2 separate regions of the Sus scrofa genome follow, and region 2 is linked to region 1. A link is a contact called in public Hi-C data. All regions are on one chromosome and are shown on one strand. Each heading gives the region's core, a stretch centred on a gene start, on an enhancer-like site or on the middle of the called end of the contact. The rest is flanking DNA. Distances are from core to core; before and after follow the strand shown. Region 1 overlaps CAT (catalase). Region 2 overlaps ABTB2 (ankyrin repeat and BTB/POZ domain-containing protein 2).

Region 1 (3,184 bases), core at 2-2,501:
GTGGCGCAGGCCAGCAGCTGTAGCTCTGATTCAACCCTAGTCTGGGAATTCCATATGACACAAGTGTAGCCCTAAAAATAAAAAAAATAATAATAAATAAAATAAAATAAAAAAGCAAAAGAACAAAGGCATCTTAGCTTGCCTGCGTGGAGCATGACAACTGAACTGGAATCAGATGCTTACATAAGAAACAGCTGTTGGTCACTGTGGTCTGATCTAGGGTATAAACTTTAATCTTTGTATCATGGACATAGTCCAAGAACACAAATGATTGATTTACTCAATAATTATTAAGCCAGTTATTTTCCTACTAATTTCTGATCCAAATAAGAATTTTCCGCTCTTTGTACTCTTGAAAGAACATATTGGTGAGTGTTTTTAGAAAAAAAAAAATACTGAGGAGTTCCCATCTTGGCACAGCAGAAACGAATCCGACTAGGAACCATGAGGTTGTGAGTACAATCCTTGGCCTCATTCAGTGGGTTAAGGATCCAGCACTGCCATGAGCTGTGGTGTAGGTCGAAGATGCAGCTCAGATCTGGTGTTGCTGTGGCTCTGGCGTCGGCCGGCAGCTGTAGCTCTGATTAGATGCCTAGCCTGGGAACCTCCATATGCTGCAGGAGTAGCCCAAAAAAGAAAAAAAAAAAAAAAAAAAGCACCGAGAACTGAGTGCCTAGGAACATTACCAAGACAAGCAGTTAAATTAACCCACTGCCTTTAATCAATGGAAAACATAAATTGAGTTTGTAAAAAACATCTCTGGGTCTCTTTCTACATGTGGAAAAATTTAAGCTTTACCAAGGAAGAGGAAATGAATAAAATTATGCTAGCCAAGTGTGATAATCAATTACTGATATTCTCCCTCCCAGATGACAGCCTGAAAAAGAATACTTTACCCTACAAATACCTCAGGCATTTCTAATATCACTTCTTTTAAATTAAGAGACCAAATGTCCAAGTCTTACCATATTGAAGGATCTGTGAAATTTGTTTTATACCATAATGCTCATTTAAGGATGTTTTGGTCAGTCCCATAGGAACTCAGGATCCAAACTGAAGTTTAAATGGTGTTCTAGTTAATTCTTCATATAAAGATCATGCCAAATTACACTGGGGGTGGGGTGGGGGGCTGCACACATGCACATACAGTCCTGCTTCAGCATCTCTCAGTCCACAGTTTACCTGCAGCATCTTGTCAGGGCTGGGCTCAATGCCGGGTGGCATGTTGCTCGGGTCAAAGGCCATCTGTTCAACCTCAGCAAAATAATTAACTGGATTCCGGTTTAAGACCAGTTTACCAACTGGGATAAGAGGGTATTCGCTGTGAGGCCAAACCTAAAAACAATGTCATGTTCACAATTACCAGACAACCAACAGAAGAAAATTAAAGTACCCACAGAAAATATCAGCTTTTAAATACAATGGAGCCAATGAAAAGAAGTGAAAATAATGTTTTAATTCAATACAATGATAAGAACTTAAGGTGAGTGCTTTGGTGCAAACTTTAACAACAGGAAAGAGTAAATACTGACACCCTCCCTGGGCAAAGGTACATCAACTTATCAAAATTTGTTTGCCTATTGGAGTTCCTGTCATGGCTCAGTGGTTAACGAACCCAACTAGCATCTGTGAGGACGAGGGTTGGATCCCTGGCCTTGCTCAGTGGGTTAAGGATCCAGCATTGTTGTGAGCGGTGGTGTAGGTCACAGAAGCGGCTTGGCTCCTGCATTGCTGTGGCTCTGATTGGACCGCTAGCCTGGGAACCTCCATATGCTGTGGGTGTAGCCCTAGAAAGACAAAAAGCCAAAAAAAAAAAAAAAAAAATTGTTTGCCTATTAATAAGAAAAATCAGGCCACCCAGATGAGCTCAATAAGCTCAACAAAGAGGAACTAGAAGGATAGAGATTCAAGGGAGCCCTCATTCACAGGCCAGGAAACTCTCAAGTAACTCCATGTGTTCTCTCTGTGACTTCCCTATCATTATGAACCTTTGACTGCAAATGTTTTAAAATCAGATGCGGGAGTTCCCGTCGTGGCGCAGTGGTTAACGAATCCGACTAGGAACCATGAGGTTGCGGGTTCGGTCCCTGCCCTTGCTCAGTGGGTTAACGATCCGGCGTTGCCATGAGCTGTGGTGTAGGTTGCAGACGCGGCTCGGATCCCGGATCCTGCATTGCTGTGGCTCTGGCGTAGGCCAGTGGCTACAGCTCCGATTCAACCCCTAGCCTGGGAACCTCCATATGCCGCGGGAGCGGCCCAAGAAATAGCAACAATAACAACAACAACAACAAAAAAAAAATGACAAATAAATAAATAAATAAATAAAATCAGATGCGAAGACATTTGAAAGAGAAAACAATTTAGCTGTTAACTGACTCACCTTGGTAAGATCAAAAGGATTAAATGGAAAAGCTTCTGCCTCCTGAAATGTCATGACCTGGATGTAAAAAGTCCAGGAGGGATAGTTGCCGGTGGCAATGGCATTAAAAAGGTCCCGGATGCCATAGTCAGGATCTTCCTGGGAAAGTCTTGCTGCATCTTCAACGGAAAGGTTTTTGATGCCCTGGTCAGTCTACAGAACGAAAGAAACAAGTTCAAACTGAAACTTATTGGCAAAGTTATAGAACTTTCATCAGTAATCCATTGAAGGATTATGAACAATATTACTCAAGACTGGATTTTCTCTGTAGCAAGAGACAAATCTGATACAAATACGAATGTACCAATAAGAAATTCTACTTGGAGTTCCCGTCGTGGCGCAGTGGTTAACGAATCCGACTAGGAACCATGAGGTTTCGGGTTCGGTCCCTGCCCTTGCTCAGTGGGTTAACGATCCGGCGTTGCCGTGAGCTGTGGTGTAGGTTGCAGACGCGGCTCGGATCCCGAGTTGCTGTGGCTCTGGCGTAGGCCAGTGGCTGCAGCTCCGATTCGACCCCTAGCCTGGGAACCTCCATATGCCTCGGGATCGGCCCAAGAAATAGCTAAAAAAAAAAAAAAAAAAAAAAGAAAAAAAGAATAAATAAAAATAAAGTGTCCAATTCAATGGATTTCTTTGAGTACATATCTCAGAATGGAGCTGCTGGGTCATATGGTAACTCTTTGTTTAATTTCTTGAGGAATTTCAAAAGTGTTTTCCAGAGTGGCTATTTAAATTTTTTATATTCATGCTACTTTTCAGATAGGG
Region 2 (3,331 bases), core at 416-2,915, 210 kb after region 1:
TCGAGTCAAAAGTTAGTTTTACATTTTTAAACAGTTGAAAAGGTATGAAAAGAAGACTAGTTTATGAGACATGAAGATGATGTAAAATTCAGATCTGTGCCCCTTTGTTTATCTGTTGTTCAAATGCACACTATGCTGGCAGAGTTGAGTAGTTGCGACAGAGACACGCAAAGCCAAAAATATTTACTCTCTGACCCTTTGCAGGAAGAGTCCGCTAATCCTGGCTTTATAGTGGCTCTAAGCGTGGGTGGAGAGAGGGCAACGATCTCCATCAGCCACCTCCCAGGCTGCCCCAAATAAACACATAGTCTAAGTTTGAATAATGTGCTGACTCTACAAACACAGCTTCGTGACAAGCCCAGGGGCCCCTCCCCAACCTATCACTGTCCCAGAACCTCCCTATACAGGCTCTTCCTCTGCATGGGAACAACCCCTTCGCCAGACTGATAACTATTCATCAGCCACGTCCCTTCCTCCAGGAAGCCTTCCTTGACTACTAGGCCTAGGTAGTCTGGCTTAGAGACCCTCCTGGGCTCCTTGGTCTGACTCCATGTGGCCCTTTGCACATATTATTGACTTGGCTTGTGTACTGTTTGCTCTCCTTCACCAGACTGCAAACATCAAGAGGCTAGATCTGTTATGGCCTGTTCATTTTTCTATCCTCAGAGCATAGCCACTTCTAGCAGAGTATTGGCTCATTAGTTGAAGAAATGAGTGAGTGAGTAAAGAATAAATGACCCTTGCGTGGTGAGCAAAGCATGATTCTTTATCAGCACAGACCTTCAGGAAATAATAGGATAGATTAGTATCGGGTCCATCCCTTCCTCTGGATACTGATAAATACTTTTATATGATATCTGATGGCTTTATCCCAGAGGCACTGGCCCTGGGAATCAGGCCACTTATATGAATATTACAATAGAAGGATATTTACTACATATTTATGAAATGTTTTGCTAAATGCTTGCTTCTTTTAATTCTCAAATAATCCTGTGAATTATGAACTATTATTAGGTCTGTTATACAGATGAAAAAATTGAGGCTCAGAGAGGTTAAGTAACTAGTCCAACATCACACAGCCAATAAGATTGAGCGCTAAGTTTTGAACCTTCTTCCTTCTGACTCATGCTATTAAATCATCTGGAGTGTCTAATAGCCAGAGCCATTTGGAATGGGAAGCAAAGCTGACTGAAGCAGGTTATGTTTGTTAGAAGGACTCTAGCACAGTACATTTCTGACTAATGCACTCATGTTCTATTAATAAATATCTTGGCCTCCTGCCCTGGACCTTGTGATAATTGCCTCTTTTTTTTTTTTTTTTTTTTTTTAACTCCCAAGGAGTGACGTGTGTGTATTACAGGTGCTCGGGCTCATTTACCCTCTCCTTCTGCTGGGTTGACACGTGGAGACTTCTGCTCCCCTCTTTTTCCTGCCAGCAGCACTGCTCTCCCTGGGGATGTAGCTCAGATTTGGCTCCCAGGACAAGCTTTGCCTCCTCTCCCGTCTCCAGACCCACCTGTATTCCCAACCCCCAGCACTGGCAACACTGTCACCTTTTCATGCTTGGTGACACTGGGCTTTGTGGCATGAGGATTTCCCTGGCTCTCGCTGTCCTCAGTGCCAGTATGTTGCAGCCTGACCCTGCCCCCGTACTGGCGGTCCAGGCCACTGCGTGGCTGCGCCGTGATCATGCAGGCTCAACGCAGTGAGTATGCAGTTGGGCTGAGTGTCAGCAGGATGCCACAGGAAGGGTGTCCCCCCAACACCCCCCATGAGGTGGCCCCTGAGTCACCACCATCTGGCCAGGTGAATGGGCTGGCTCTCAGAGGGGCTGATTTGGGAATGAGACCTGCAGATAAAAATCTCACCTCCTGCTTAGGAAATAGGACAGTTTGTGCCTGAATTTCTTTTTTCTTTTTTTCTTTCTTTTTTTTTTTTTTTTTGTCTTTTTAGGGCCACACCCGCAGCAATGGAGTTTCCCAGGCTAGGGGTCCAATTGGAGCTACAGCCACAGCAACTTGGGATCTGAGCCACGTCTGCAACCTACACCACAGCTCATGGCAACGCTGGATCCTTAACCTACTGAGTGAGGCCAGGGATCAAACCCGCAACCTCATGGTTCCTAGTCAGATTCATTTCTGCTGCGCCCTGACGGGAACTTCCTGAATTTCTTTCCCTTGGTGTTTTTTTTTTTTTTTTTTTTTTCTTCTTCTTTTTTTTAAAGTACTGTCTATATAGGAAACAAGTTTTCCTTTTTTTTTTTTTTTTTTTTTTGCCACTGTGAGCTCACAAAAATGTTGTAATAATGATTTTGTTTAGGAGTTCCCATTGTGGTGCAGGGGAAATGAATCCTATTAAAATATGCGTGTTCATTATTTATTCTGTAGGAAAAAAAAGATGTGAAGAATAATAGAGAAAAAAGTCATCTGAAGTTCTCCCGTGCAGAAATAACTATCTTTTATGTTAGATGACCTCCATTCTGAGTTTGTAGGTAGTTAGATCATAGTACTTTTTTTTTAAACATTCCCCTTGTTTTCTTATATAAAAATTTAATGTCATAGTTCTCTTGTGGTGCAGCAGTTTAAGGACCTGGCATTGTCACTGAAGTGCTAGGGTCACTGCTGTGGCACAGGTTTAATCCCTAGCCCAGGAACTTCCATATGCCATGGGCATGGCCAAAAAAATTTTTTTAATTTGAGCTAACTACTTTTCTGTCATTTTTGAAATTATGGATATTCCCATGCTCAGAGGAAACATTTTATCACCCTCTGCTCCAAGTGCATCTCCCCCATCACATCCCGTTTCTTTATAACAATCACTTTTTACTGCACCAGTAAATCATATTCACTTTAAGAAGTTTAGAAAGCACAGTAGTTCTAAACATATTTATAGCCCCAGCATAGAGAGAAGCGCTCTCACCTAGGTGATTATATGCATGAGTTGGGGGAAGGGCTGATATTTTGGGATCAAGACTGGGTTTGTGTTTTGACGGTGTTGCCCTCATACAAAAGGGCCTCGATGTTGCCCTTGGCTCACAGGACCTGGTGTGCTCAACCAGCCTGGGTCAAGGACGGCATTTGACAAAGAACTGTGGTCATGCGGTGGATTTTTTTTAAGAGGCAGCAGTTCTAAGACTCATGCTTCCTGGGTCACTCAAGTTCTTGATGTGTTACATCAATGCTTTGGAGGGCGGCCACCCAGAATCTCTTAAAAAGTTCTCTGAACACCACAGGGGTCTTTTTTCCACTGGAAAAAGCTCAGTGGTCCACGTGTGAGTTCTCTGCCCCACACTCTGCCCGATGTTGTGACTATTGCCGGGTTTTCCAGAGTT

Evidence for each region. Hi-C and Micro-C count contacts between places; a contact is called where the count stands out from the background.
Region 2: a Hi-C map of liver shows a contact between it and region 1, with 2.1 times the contacts expected there. The contact joins two enhancer-like sites. A contact is called at or near these places in 3 of 47 Hi-C or Micro-C datasets (embryonic fibroblasts and liver).

The regions. Positions count from the first base shown.
Region 1 is chr2:26,508,265-26,511,448 of Sscrofa11.1, forward strand. CAT (catalase) reads right to left here. Exons shown (of 13, transcript NM_214301.2): 7 at 2,381-2,572; 8 at 1,183-1,335. Among named protein-coding and RNA genes, the nearest start is that of CAT, 24 kb to the right of the region's middle. Within about 2 kb of position 1,252, at least 5 of the 83 cell types and tissues checked have an H3K27ac peak or open chromatin away from gene starts, as enhancers often do. A contact at or near this core is called in liver, where this site is marked.
Region 2 is chr2:26,716,081-26,719,411 of Sscrofa11.1, forward strand. All of the region lies in intron 1 of ABTB2 (ankyrin repeat and BTB/POZ domain-containing protein 2), which reads left to right. Among named protein-coding and RNA genes, the nearest start is that of NAT10, 110 kb to the right of the region's middle. Within about 2 kb of position 1,666, at least 18 of the 83 cell types and tissues checked have an H3K27ac peak or open chromatin away from gene starts, as enhancers often do. A contact at or near this core is called in liver, where this site is marked.